2 separate regions of the Mus musculus genome follow, and region 1 is linked to region 2. Evidence: chromatin contacts called from public ChIA-PET data. All regions are on one chromosome and are shown on one strand. The core of a region is the stretch at or near the end of the contact, and the rest is flanking DNA. Distances in the headings are between cores, read along the strand shown.

Region 1 (7,293 bases), core at 4,172-6,671, 570 kb before region 2:
ATCCGAGTTACAGAACCAAGGCTCCACAAGGAAGGGCAAAACACAGGCCTCCTGCAAACAGTCAGGGCTTGCTGGGTTTGAACTTCAGGGCCACACTGTTGATGCAAAACCTTTGGCCAGTGGGCTTGGGTCCATCAGGAAACACATGGCCAAGGTGAGCTTCACACTGCAAGGGAGAGACAACATCTTTGTCACTCTCCAGGAAAACAGCCCCACATGGCCCACCACACCCCAGAGCCTAGCATCTGGGAAGCATGACCATTTGCATTAGAATTTGGTTCAAAAATGGACAACCGGATATACAGAGAGCTGTGGTAGTGAGCAGTCCTACTTCTCCAGGGAGCATGTGGGCAAATGATTACACCGAGGCCTTGACTTGCTAATCTGTCAAATGGTGACAATAATAAGGAGCCATCATGAAGATGAATGAACACAAGGAGGGGAAGGATTCATATAAACTGGGGGAGCACCCAACAACCACTTTTCTTTCCTTCAGACAAAACTTGGCCCTTTCCATTTGCCAACCTCTGCCAGTTTATACAACACGCCAGGAAATGTGAGTGCCAATGACATAAAAATGAGTTTCCTTGAGCTGGGAAGATTGGTGAAACAGATAAAAAGCAGTTGAGCCACAGTTCTGACCATCTGAGTTAATCCCCACAGTGCTGACCATCTGAGTTAATCCCCAGAAGCCATGGTAGAGGAGAAAACCTCCCTATGTGTACAGTGGTGCCTGTGCATGTGTGCACACTCGTGTATAATAATAATGATAATGATAATAGTAATAATAATAATGACAACAATAACTACAACAACAATAAAATACAAAACCAAGTTTTGTCTGGATCTGAGCTCCCCTCCCTAGGTTCCCAGAAGAAGTAAGATGCTAATGTCTCTGCCTTTTGGTGTCATATGGTCAAGCAGGAACGGGATGGGAGAGAGGGATCACTAAGTAGAGTGAATTTTAATGGCAAGGTATATCATGGAAGAACAAGAGAGGCACCAAGAGAAAAACAGCTCCTTTCCTTTCAGAGAAAATGAAGAAAAGAAAAACACATCACCTGCTTGCAGACCACCTCCATGCGAGGACATCCTAAGGAAGTGTCCAGTCGTCTCAGGATCCCTGTGTGACTTTCATCTGAGCCTTTTGAGCCGTAAGCCTCAGAAAATGAAGGCCAGCCGGTGCCAGAACAGTACTTCTTCTCAGAACTGCAGGAGTCAGTACAGACCCACAGCGTTAGAATTGGAAGACAGTGCAGACCCACAGCCATTACACATGGGTGTTGGCAGAATAGCAGTTTCTTAGGTCCCATCCCTTTGTTCTGAGCAAGACTCAGCCCCCACTCCTTCTGCCAGATTCCAAGCTGGGCTTCATGAATAGTCAGTTCCAGGGAATAATTCCTTCTGTCCCTTTGTGTTCAAGACATTATCTGGCCATAGTGAAATGAAGTATTGTTCTTTAAATGCTAATGGCTTCTTTCTCTGGGTCTGACCTAAAAGAACTAGAAAGACTAAGGCTATGTGAACTCATTTGCATATGAGGACCACAGATCAAATCCTCAAACGCTAAAGGCAGAAAAGGAAGAGATGGAAAAGGAAAAACAACAGCTTTTGGAGTGTGGTCTACATGGCAGAGGCGCATCCGCATAAGATCTGGTGAAGCAGCAGTTGGTAGCAGTGGAGATTTCTATTATGGGAACTCAGGCTGTCCTGGAGAATGAGAACCCCACAAGCCACTTAGAGATGCGAAGGTAGAGAAACCGCTCAGTCTCCTGGGGACACAGCACCTGTCTTGCAGAGATCCTTTGAGGAGTCAGGAAGCCTCCATGAAGCCAGGTGAGGTGAGGCAGGTGCTCACGAGCACTCATTATGGGTTACTGTCATTAGTCAATTAGCTTAGCACTCTGATTAATTACTGGAAAAAGCCTGATGCTTAGGATGGTCTCCCAGGGACAAAGGATGCTAATGGCTGGAGTGGGCCAAGTAGCTGAGGAGAGGAGGCAAGAGGACTACTGGAGATCTGCTCTCAGAATGCCTCACCCTCAGGAGCAGGTTGCAGCTTAGTGGCAGAGCCTGGCACATGCAAGGTCCTGGGTTTGATTTCCAGCATCATCCCAAAAGAAAGACTTAATAATCTTAGAACTCACATAGGAAAGTGTCTGTAAACAACAATGGAAAAATAAAGAAACTTTCAAACAGCATAGAGATGATTCTCTCTACCTAAGAAAGAAATGATTTGAAATTAAATTCTGCCTTAAACTAAGCCGACAAGACATGAGTGGTAAACTCAGCTGAACACACAGGACTCTTCTGTGCCCCCAAACTATTAAGGGTCCCCAAATGCTTTAGTATGGGTTTTAAATACTAATATTTAGCAAGATTAGAAATATGACTTGGAACTTTAGAATATGTAACTATTATAGTACTTTTTTTTTGAGTCAGTTTCATTGTGTAACCCAAGATGGCCTTGAGCTCATAATCTTGCTGCCCGGCTTGTTCAAGCGCTAGGACTATAAACTCATATCACCACGCTTGACTTTTATGGGTTTTAAAAAGTAGTAAATTCTTGGTGAGTAGTGGTTGTACACACCATTAATCCCAACACTCAGGAGGCAGAAAGAGGAGTATCTCTTTGAGTTCCAGGCTACCCTGGCCTTCAAAGTAATTCCCAGGATAGCCAAGGCTACACAGAGAAACCTTGTCTCAAAAACAAACAAACAAACAAACAAACAAAACAAAAGTAATAAATTATTTTTATGTTAACAGACATTTTGTGACTGTTATATTTTCTTAATTGAACCAGGTTTTATAAGAATTGCATTATTTCATAGTTTTCTTTTTTTTAACTTTTTATTGGTTATTTTATTTATTTACATTTCAAATGTTATCCCCCTTCCTGGTTTCCCCTCCACAAACCCCCATCCCACCCCCACCCCCCGCTTCTGTGAGGATGCTCCCCCCACCCACCCACTCCTACCTAACTGCCCTAGCATTCCCCTATGCTGGGGCATCAAGACTTCACAGGACCAAGGGCTTCTCCTCCCACTGATGTCTGACTAGGCCATCCTCTGCTACATATGCAGCTGGAGCCATGGGTCCCTCCATGTGTACTCTTTGGCTGGTGGTTTAGTCCCTGGGAGCTCTGGGGGTTCTGGTTGGTTGATATTGTTGTTCCTCCTATGGGGTTGCAAAGCCCAAATATTTTAATTGTCTGTTTCAAAAATATTGACACAAACCCTGATCTATGTCTCCATTCACTCTGTCTCCAGACTGTTCTACCTAGACTGTAGAAGGAAGAGGGGGTTGGAGTAGGGAGGTAGGGGCTCTATCTACTTAGCAAGCAGAAGGTCTGGGCTTCAAGCTTTAGCACTTCCTTGTTCCCCTAGAAATATTCCAGGAAGCGTCAGGGCTTCCTTTTGAGAAATCTCTGCAGTGATAGCTTGGTCTCAATAGAAGCTAGACCCCATTACATCTGTACCCTTATGGTGTTCTTTGATCCTCTGATGCCAGCAGCTCGTGGCAGATGGGGCGGCAACAGAGGCACGATGGCCTCACAAGCTTGCTAGGCAGAATCCCTGGGGTGTTTTGGTACTCCGAATGTTTAGAATAATGCCTGATCAGGGTAGATGCTGTCAGTCATTTTATCTTTTGTTAACATTGCCAATAAAAGGCGTAAGTGGAATTTCAACAACCTTGAGTCCAGCTTGAGGCAGCTGAAGGTTTGAATTGGTTTCACCTGAGATTACTGTTGCAGCTTATCACTGGGATGCCTGCCTGGTATGCACGAGGCAGAGATCCCTAGCATTGGGGGTGGGGTGGGAGGCCAATTCACCTGACTACTTCAGTATTCTAAGCACCTCTTATCTTCTTCCCACCCACCCCCAGCATTATATGCACTACTAACCATTAAAGGAATTTTGATAGAGAATTATGAACACAATAAAGCTTTTTTTTTTTCCAAACCAACAAATGAATCTAAAGCTAATAAAAAGTCATTAAGGGCTTTATGGGAAACAATAAACCTTTACTGATGGAATTGGCAGAAACTTGGAGATTTTACTGAGTAATAGAAAGCCTAAGATACATTATCTAAGACCAACGGTGTACATATGGAAGCAAACTAGATACATATTTAGTTGAATAGCAGGTTACACGGCTCACTCCTTCCAAACTGAAGACACACTGCATCATACACTCTGAGCTTTGTTCTTTTTTTTGGGGGGGGGGGTTCTCCCATGTTTATTTCTCCCTCACTTCTGGAAATCCCACAACCCCCACAGCAGAAGCAGTGGGTAATCACTGATAATTCTAAATGGAACTGTAGAAGCATTCATTTCCGAACAAGGATGCACGAGGTTTTAAAGAACATTACCTTGTTTCTTGGAACATGCAGGGCATCAGGGCACAATATAGAAAAAAAAAACTAATATCGGGTTCCCAAATGCTACTATTTTAAGAAGACTTATGACCATAAAATACATAATCTTGAAATAGTTTTTCTTTATGTAAGGCCCAGTCTGGCAACTCAATCCTCCTGCCTCAGCATACCAGTCACTGGGATTGTAGATATGCCCCATCACCCCAGCATCGACACAATTTAATAAACCCTTCCAGAAACAGCTTGAGGGAGGGAAAAAGAAAAGTAGAAACTGCAGGAGGCAGACCAGTGCCACCAGAGTCTCAGGTTAACAAAATCCTAGGTCTGGATTTGTAGGAAAGCACAGGCAAGCTGGAAAGTGGTGTTGACTTGGTAACCCTCACTCAAGTTCTCAGCCTACTGGGGGAGCACTCCGCGAAGAGGCAGGTACCACTCACTGCACCAAAGAAGAACCATGAGGGGGCAAGGGGAGTTCTCTCAGACATGGCTGGGGACCAGGCTCTGTAAAGGGAGCTTGTGGAGGAACCTGGAGTCTGATAGTGTCTGCCTAGGGCTGGGATTTGGAACGCTGGCACCAGACAGTGAAGACACTAAGGTAAAGCTAAAGGGGTCGGCAACCCTATAGGAGGAACAACAATATGAACTAACCAGTACCCCCCAGAGCTTGTGTCTCTAGTTGCATATATATTAGAGGATGGCCTAGTCAGCCATCATTGGGAGGAGAGGCCCTTGGTCTTTCGAAGATCATATGCCCCAGTACAGGGGAATGCCAGGGCCAGGAAGCGGGAGTGGGTGGGTTGGGGAGCAGGGCGGAGGAGGGTATAGGGGGCTTTGGGGATAGCATTTGAAATGTAAATGAAGAAAATATCTAATAAAAAATGCCTTAAGAAAAACAAAAACAAAAAAATAAAAAAAAAAAGCAATGTCTGCGTGGCGTACAGAGACCTGGAGAGTAAAGTGTGACTTAGTGTAAGGCTGGTAGCAGTGAGAGCCTGGGTAAATCATCTAACCTTGCTGCGCCTCAGTACCTCCCAGGAAATGATATCACTACGGACAGCCCGAGAGGCCTGCGGAAGTGAGGGGCGCACAGCAAACCTTGTCTGGCAGGCAGTGCCTTAGTGCAGATGCATTTCTGCTTCCTGTTGCCACTGGCGCTCAGCGCTGGCACTTACTAGAAGGGTGACTCTTGGGGTCTGAACGTAGTTTCAGTTCAGGTTGAAAGTTCACTGCCACAAGGCAGTGCTGAGAGGTGACCGGGTCCTAAGCAGAAATACTCAAGTTCTTTCTCACAGGGCTGAGTTACCTAACAAGTGAGCTGGTTGTTAAATAAGCTCTTTGGTCTTGTGTTTTATTTCCACTGTGCTTGCTCACCCTTTGGCCTTCTCACTGTTTTGAATAGCACCAAGCCCTCATTCCAACACAAGAGGTTGTGGCACCATCTCCTCGGACTTCTCAGCCTCCTGAGGCCTGGCCCAAAATATCTGGTGTTCTGTCTCAGCAACAGGAAGAAAATTGACATAAGGAGGTTGAGCAACTTTCTTACAGACTCTAAACGTCAGTTTCCACATCTCCCACACAGACACATTTAGCTCCTCATCGCAGGTGACAGCTTCTGCTGGACTGAACCTGGGGCATAGGGCAAGATTTAATACACATACTTGTCTCTCAGAGCACCTTCACTGAGACACTCATAACCTGCTGGAACTCCAGGGTGTTTGACACACTCTTCTGGTCTCTGTACTCACGTGCTCACACAAATACATAAACAAGTAATTTTAAAATATAAAATTAGAAAATCTTTTCTAGAAAAGATGAGTTCTAAAAATCCTAAATTCTATACATATCCACGGGGCTGCACGGATGTCTGCATGGATATTCACTTCATGTCTAGAGCTGCTCAGGGCAGGGAAGATGCTCTGGATTAACGAGTCAAGAAGCACGTTTTGAGCACATCACATTAGCTTTCTAGGGTGGTGCTAACACATTAAAACAAAGTGGTGGGATGCTTCTATGGTTCTGAAGGCTGAAGTCCAAAATCAAGATCTCAGCAGCGCCATGTCCCCTAGAAGACCCTAGGAAGTGCTCTGTTCCTCTGCCTAGCTTCTGGAAATGGCTGGCAAACCTCGACATTGCTCCAGCCTTTGTGTCTGTTTCATGTGGCGGTCTCCTCTTTGGCCTTGTTTGCCTTCCTCCTATTAGAACACCAGTTGTATTGGATTAAAGGAACATTCAATTTCCTTGTGACCCAACTGTTAACAAATTCTTTCTGTAGTGACCCTACCTCTACCTCAGGACACAGCTTCTGCACGTGAAGGCCTCAACATGTCCTCCTCAGAGATAGCGCTCTATCTGGCTTTTCTGTTGCTGTGATAAAAGTCTCTGACCAAAAGCACCAGAGGGAGTAAAAAGGTTCATTTCATCTTACAGCTCCCACGTCACAATCCATCACTGAAGGAAGTTGGAACCAGCGCTATGGAGTAAGGATAACTAACGATCATGGCTTGTTCTGTCTGTGCTCACACTCTATTCTTACCCGACCCAGGACCACCTGCCCAAGGCTGCTGCTGCCCACAGACAACAGAGGGCTGGGCCCTCCCACATCAATCATCAGCCAAGACAGTTTCCACAACTATGCCCACAGGTCAATCTGATCCTGGTGATTAAAACTCCTTCCCAGGTGGCTCTTGGTTATGTCAAATCAACAGTAAAAAAACTAACCAGATTCATCCCAGGAAGTATGTAGATAAAATTGGCTAAGGGACTCAAACAGCCTATCAGCTTTATCTCCTTCTCTGAATAAAATGTTTGGGCCAATAGGAAGCACCCACGTGCTAAACTCTGTGCTGACACAGTAACTTATAAGAGAAAACAAAGCCAAATGCAGTCCATGTTCTCAAGGAGGCTTCATGGAGAAA
Region 2 (7,052 bases), core at 710-3,209:
AGACTGGCTTCAAATTCACAGAGATCCATCTGCCTCTGCCTCCCAAGTGCCCCCATGCCCAGGTCTATGTGAAACTATTACTAAAAGTTCCTCATAGCTCTCTTGAATAGTGAGTTCCCTGATTTATAAGCAAGTGGGACAGACAAAAGTAAAGGGTTTCCTAACTGTGAAAATCCTTTCCCTGGAGGGACAGGTTGCAATGCCCCGTCCCTGTTTCTACCTCCTGCTAGAACACCCTCCCTTTAGGCCAGAGAGTCTTATTAACCCAGGAATTGATGTTGCTATTCCAATATTACCATAAAGGTCACTTTTCTTAATGGGGAAAGGACACATTTGCATAGAAACCTCTAAGTCTACTGTCCTTTGAACGGGGCCAGGAGCTAAACAAAAGCTTTTGTGAGCAGAATGATCTCGAGGGACTTCAGAATCCTTGTCTTTCTTTCCTATCTTATCTATCCTGAATATACAGCCCAGACCACAGGATACAAATGCAGTTGTCAACTCAGGACAGCCTGGTGTTACTCTAAATACCACAAGAGCAGTATGAAGGGGGTGGGGTGGGAGGCTGGTAAGGAGGCAAAGATACTATTTACTATAAAGCACCCCTTGCATTCCTTTCTTGCACCCCCATTTCTGGAATTCCTGTTTCTGAAGGGGGGGGTGTCAGGATGGCTTGGGTGGTGTATAAAAAGGAGCCAGCGTCCATACCATCATTCTGAGCTCCAAGGTTGAGTTTGAGCTTATCCCTGCTGGCAGAAAACAATCTCTAACGGATTCCGAAGATAAACCTCGCTGGAAACCACCACAAACTTGTCTTTCCAGCAGTAGCCGTCATGCACAGAGGTGCTGTCAACCCCCCGAGAAGCCTAGGAACATTCGTCTCCCCTCAGCTGTCCTCACTCACATTGATTGGCCACCAGCCTCCGGGACAGGCCTGGATTGGCTCCCAGCATTGGAAACACTTTCCCATGATGGCTCTTTTATGCTCTTGGCAGGCGTGTACAGTAACCAGCAGAGAGAGAAATTCTGCCTGCAAGGGAAAATTAAAACCCTAACGTAACTGCACTGGCCCTGAGTGGGGTTTTACATGTTAAGCTTGCTCAAGACTTATGTTAAAATCAACTTTGCAAAAGAAGCCTTTTTAAAGAAAAAAAAAAGTCTATGGAGCTGCCAAAAGGCAGCAACGTCTTTACTGTCCAGGTGACAGTGGGTTTGGACAGCTGAAATGATCTGGTACAAACAAACTGGCATTTCCCCGTCCAGTAACCCATCTCCTCTCTCTCTTCTCTGTTTACCTTAGTTTATATTCTTTCCGTCTTAAACTTGGGTGCAGCGATCTCTCGAAGTGATATTTATTAATCCAATGTCATTGGAATTACTCTTTTATTAAGCGTGGACTACATGTGTAAGTGTTCTTTCCTCACCGTTTCTCCAGGCCTTTCTGCAAGGCCTGACATTGTCATTGATCCCACCGGGACCTCTGACTGCCCTGGTTCGCCTTTGTCATATTTCATGACACCTACTCTGCAGGTCAGGCTTCCCTTCCAGGGTCTTGCTGCTCTCTGCACCTGCCTTGCCCTGGAGTCAACTTCTCAGATCTGGGACCACTTCTGAGGAAATCCCTCTTGCCATGCACAAAAATACTGTCTAACTTTCCCCAAGTGGCTAATTAGCCCACCAGTGTCCACTTTCTCAATCACTTCCTGTCAGGGCAAGCGTCAGATTTGCTGAAAAAAGCAATCATTTCCATATAATCTCTCCTGCCCTCCCCCGCCCTGCATGCGCCTCTTCTCTCCTTTAGTTGTATTCATTGCCTTACAGCCCACAGGCCTCGTGCCTCCTGGAAGGCACAGAGGCAGCAGTCATTGTGGCAGTAATGAGTTTTCCTGCTTGCACGGCACCTTAGACGCCTGGTAAGTGACAAAGCACAATGCATACGGAAGGAAAATGAAACCGAAACCGGGCAGAACTCAATAACCACCTTCAAGGAAGATGGAGGCTGGCCAGCTGTTTCCCATTCAGGGTGAAGACAGGAGAGAGAGGAAGTGAAGGGAAAGGCAAGACTTTCCAATAAGCACCACACAGGGGCTGAGGCCACAGGGGGAACCTCAACCCGGGAGGACCCAGGCTGCTCCAAGCACAGGCTTCTGACCAGGGCTCACGGACTCCTTCCTGAATTGTGGCTTCCTCAAGGTCGTCTGAGTTCACGTTTTCTGTTTGTTCTGACAATTTATAAGCAATGGACAATGGTGACAACCGCTGGGGTCAGAGAGGCTGGGGGCCGCTTGGCCTTCACTTCCTTGTCCCCAGCAGCTACACGCTGTGTAAGGCTGTGTGAACAAGTGGTAGACTAGCCTTGCTTTTCTTCCCCACAGGTTTTGGACAGAGGAACATGAGGTCGGGATTTCTTGCTGTACTATGTGACAGTGATTATTCCCTGCAGATATGGCGGGTTTGAGGAGGAAGGCTGTGTGCGCCTTGTGAGGGTGTATCAAAATGCATTAATGTACAAGGCAGCATTCCTGTTCTCAGAAGGACCCACCCTTCGACTCACACCATCTTGGAACCCAGTCCAAAGGGGCTCCCACCACTTCTTTCAAGGAACCTGTGAGCCTCTGAGTGAGGCTTTGCTCACAGAGAGTAGCCTTGAATGGGCGGAGCTATATTCTTCTAAGCCCTCTGTCCACTAAGCCTTCCCTAGGTTCCTCCTGGGTCACTCTACTGATTGAGTCTTCTTATTCCTGTCCCCCAATATTCATGTGTGTGTGTGTGTGTGTGTGTGTGTGTGTGTGTGTGTGTGTGTGTCTGTCTGTACACATGCATGTTTTGCACGTGTGGGGGCAGTAAATGTTCACATATGTTCACATGGATCTAGAGGCCTGAGGTTCATGTCTAGAATCACCCTCAGTTGCTTTTCCACATTTTTCTTTGAGGCAGGAAGGTTCCTTCAATCAAACTTGGAGCTCTTAGACATGGCTGGTCCTGCTAGCCAGATTGCTTTCAGGAAGCCTCCGTCTTAACTACAAGAGGCTAAATTTTCAGATGGGCCTCCAGATTCAATATTTTCATTGGTTCCGAGGATCTGAGGTCCTCATGCGTGCCAGGCAAGTGCTTTAACCACGGAGCTGCCTCCCCGGCCCTGTGTGGATGTTTCTTTGTCTGTTGGATAACTAGTGTGGTGTGGATTTTTCTTTGTTGGATAACTAGTGTGGCGCAGATGTTTCTTTGTCTGTTGGATAACTAATGTGGTGCATAAACCTGGATTTGCTCTGCCACAGCTTTGCTCAATCCACTGATGAGGGCCTGGGAGGAGAGAAAGAAGTCAAGTCTGAGAAGACCATACAACATCAGAAATAGAGTCAAGCTATTGACAAACACTCGAGGAAACAATCTTCGGGAGCACAGGTCGGTCAGCTGCTGGAGGAGGTGTGGGATCACAGGCAGCCCACCCAGCTACTACTGCAGGTGTCTGTGGCAGCTTCAGAGCTGCCATAGTTCCCTGTCGTCACCCGCATTTGTCTGTCAGAATCTTTCCCTATAATGCTGACCTCATCCCCTTTACTACCTCATTAAACAGACATAACTAAATGACTCTGCCCCGACCTCAGAGTCTAGCCAGAGCCCTTGCATATAGTGAGGCTTTGAAGTACTTTGGAAGGAAGGAAGGAAGGAAGGAAGGAAGGAAGGAAGGAAGGAAGGAAGGAAGGAAGGACAGTTCTGCCATTCCACAGTCTGGAGCAATATGTGCCACTGTTTTTCTTCCAAATGCAAGTCAAGATTCCTTCAGAGAGAGAGAGAGAGAGCAATCACACCACCTTGAAGGAAGGCTGAGGCATGTTATAGGAGACCATGAGCCTCATCAACTGGAAACCATGTCAGGTCTTAAGATTCATGCCTTCATTTTGCCAGTAAACAATTTTACGCTCAGTGCTAGGTGTTGGGACTCAAACATGTAAACACTTCATTCTTCTACTTTCTAAACTTGGAGTTGAAAGAAGTCAGAGAAAGAGAGAGGGAGAGAAGAAAATGGAAGGGACCACATAAAAATGACAGACTAGAAACGGGTGCTAGGGACCAGTTTGGCCTGGGGTGGGCAGGAACTCACTGGGAGGCTGCCCCCTTGAGGGAGCAGCGCGAATCCACACAATCAGAACAGGGGCCATCTGGAGTAAAGGCCAATATGGTTTTTGACAGATTCCAAAAATCTTGTGCAATCCACAGAGTGGCTAAAATTCAACCTTTGGAAACAGCACATGTTGGTGAGGACGCCGCCGCACGGCTGAAATGTTCAATCACTGCAGTCACTGGTGGGGAGACTGAGCAATGGTACAGTCACCCTGGGGAACCATTTGCAAGATTCTTATAAAGTCAAATACACATTTGCCTATGACGCAGAAGTCCTAGTAGGTGCTTAGCAGAGGATTTAAAACACATGCTCACAGAGAGACATACACAGGCGTGTTCTTAGCTTTAAATAGCAAAGACACAGGAAATAACCCTGCTGCCTGTCATCTGAAGCACAAGAGTTGCTTTATGGCCACAGAGTAGAATACTACTCAGCCAAAAACAAACAAACAAACAAACAAACAAAGACCAAAAACAACAAAACAAAAAACCACTTCTCATTAGACAAATCATGCATAATTATCAAAAGATTATGGCACAACAAAAGAATCCTGGCTTCATACACTGTGGTTCCATTGTATGAAATTCTTGGCCAAAACAATGGCAAGATTACAAAGACCCAGAGCAGATCAATAGTCAACCAGGGCTGGAGACAAGAGAAGAGAGGAGAAATCAAAGGAACATGGGTGAAAATCTCTATACTCTGAATCTGGGGTGAAAGTTCCATGGATGACTGCATCTGCTAGGACTTACTGAAATGTACACGGAACATCAGAGCAGATTTTGTATGGAAATTTGACTCCAAGTAATCAGATTACTAACGGAAATCTCATGTGTCTGCGGAGAATGTACTTTATCTAGGAGTCTCTGGGAACCAGGAGAAAACATCACAAGCAGGGATGAGATGGGAGGTGTGTGCTGCAGAAGAAGAGTAAGCTGACAAGCTGGGTGTGGCAACCCTGGCCTGTAATCCCAGAATGTAGTGGGAGGTCTGAGAAAACACACACACACACACACACACACACACACACACACGCATGTACACATGCACACACATGGATAGATAGCTCAGTGGTAAAGGCTCACACAGTATGCACAAGACCCTATGTTCATCTCCTGAAGTTTTGATAGCCCCAACCTAGCCTTGGCTTTTTAGAGTATGAAAGGCCAGTTCATATCCAGTTTGCTTTCTCTCCTTCCCCAGAATCCTGAGCCCACAACCAAAGCAGCTCCATGAACTTCCAGTGCTGACAGGTTGCGGGCATATCTTCATTTCTTTTTCAGGCCCTTCACTACGCGCTAGGAAAGACATTGTGTCATAGCCTGCCGGTGGTTGTAATGATGGGGAAGATAGAAATTTAAAAACAAATGGTCTGTTTGACAGACAGTTCTGACAGGGGACAGGGAGCATGGGGCACAAGGACTCGTTGCTGTGCTTTCAATGGCTTCAGGGACAGACCTGACTGGGGTGGTAAGGGAATGGAGAAAGACAGACACAGAGATGCACAGGAAAGCTGGGTCAGGGTGGACTGGACTCTGATGGAGAAGCCCCGGCAGCACCCTGGAAGCTCAGAGTGTTTATTACATGAGTGGAATAGAAGGGCTGGGTTACTGCATACAGATAAACAAGGTGGCAGGATTTATGGTGTAAAGCTGGAGGTAGGATTAGTCAATCTGGGTAGGAGAATTCCCTACAGTCCATAAATGTTGGGGGGAGAAGACTGTAGTGGAAATCTATTTTCTGTACTTACACACTACCAACATGTACACAGGGACCACAGAAAGGCTTTGCCATCTGTCCCTTTGAGCCACATCCTGGAAGGTGGGAGAAGGCTTTGCCATTTTCCCATGGGTCTAAGACTGAAGTCTTTAACATGGCTATGTCCATGCCAACTGCACACATTCACTCAGGACTTCGCTAACTCAGGGCCTCCCCTTGCTCCCCACACCTTGTGGCTAGTGTCTCTTCTTTGTCACCTCACAGTTTCCAAGACAGTCTGGGTGGATCCAGTTATACAATGACTCTTTAGCAATGGAACCAGATGCTACATCTCACAAATCAATCTAAGCCATGGCTGGAGAGAATTGAAATTTACATGTTCTTAAGGGGGTGAAGGGAGGGGATGTAAGCATGTCCCTGCTTGTGTTTCTCTGGGTGTTTCTTCCTAATTAAGTACCCAGCATAAGCATCTGCTAGAGGCGAGAGCAGTGGATGGGCTACTGGTATAGTACACAGCCCTGGCAAGCATGAGGTGTGAGGATCGTGGTTCTATCTGTAGCATGGCACACACCCATTGAAATGTTTGCTAGCTTTGCTTTTCATGGTACTGCCTGAACCACTTAATGAAAATCTTGGGGCCTTTGGATAGATGATACTAAACACTTTCTGCTGCTGCTGGGTTTAGACCAGAGGAGGCCAGGTACAGGCTCCATCCACCTGAGATGGCTGATGTGAGTCCAGCAGACCAGGATGCATGCCGGGTACAACGCTGCAGGTGGAGCCACTGGACAGTGAGTCTTTCTGAACTCATTTGCATAAACCTGTAGATCACTGCTTTCTCTAACACAGGCAGCCGAAAGGCCTTGCTAACCGTGCTCTGACATTTCACGGCACGCTAAGGTTTCTGCACTAATTTGTCATCACAGTTTTATAAGTTCGTTGACTTTCCAGAGTTTACAACCAAGACTAGCACACTTTTCAGACATGTTTACCCAAACCTACTAAACTTTTCAGAATTTGTGCCTACAACTCAGTTAAAGGGACTTTGCTCAGGAGGTATTGTATAAGGAAAAGCACTTAAGTGCTCATTTCTGGGATGTTCCTTACTTGAGAAGACTGAGTGACCTGTAATCCCTGATGATTCTACTTGTCTGCATCTTCCAGGAAGTTTCTCTAACTTTGTTAATGACTTTAGTGTATGAATGAC

The links. ChIA-PET counts read pairs in DNA pulled down with a chosen protein or histone mark.
Region 1: a contact with region 2 is called in an RNA polymerase II ChIA-PET map of effector CD8 T cells, with 7 read pairs. The contact joins two enhancer-like sites. A contact is called at or near these places in 1 of 15 datasets of contacts at CTCF or cohesin (large pre-B cells), 1 of 484 Hi-C or Micro-C datasets (bone marrow-derived macrophages), 5 of 115 datasets of contacts at active chromatin or transcription factors (bone marrow-derived macrophages, effector CD8 T cells, embryonic stem cells and 1 more) and 3 of 9 other capture datasets (adipose tissue, embryonic stem cells and liver).

What each region holds. Positions count from the first base shown.
Region 1 is chr2:19,387,124-19,394,416 of GRCm38.p6, reverse strand. It overlaps Msrb2 (methionine sulfoxide reductase B2), which reads right to left. Exons shown (of 5, transcript NM_029619.2): 4 at 1,062-1,209; 5 at 1-166. The coding sequence ends at 62. Among named protein-coding and RNA genes, the nearest start is that of Msrb2, 19 kb to the right of the region's middle. Within about 2 kb of position 5,421, at least 127 of the 459 cell types and tissues checked have an H3K27ac peak or open chromatin away from gene starts, as enhancers often do. A contact at or near this core is called in bone marrow-derived macrophages and effector CD8 T cells, where this site is marked.
Region 2 is chr2:18,816,793-18,823,844 of GRCm38.p6, reverse strand. No RefSeq gene overlaps it. Among named protein-coding and RNA genes, the nearest start is that of Carlr, 19 kb to the right of the region's middle. Within about 2 kb of position 1,959, at least 248 of the 459 cell types and tissues checked have an H3K27ac peak or open chromatin away from gene starts, as enhancers often do. A contact at or near this core is called in bone marrow-derived macrophages and effector CD8 T cells, where this site is marked.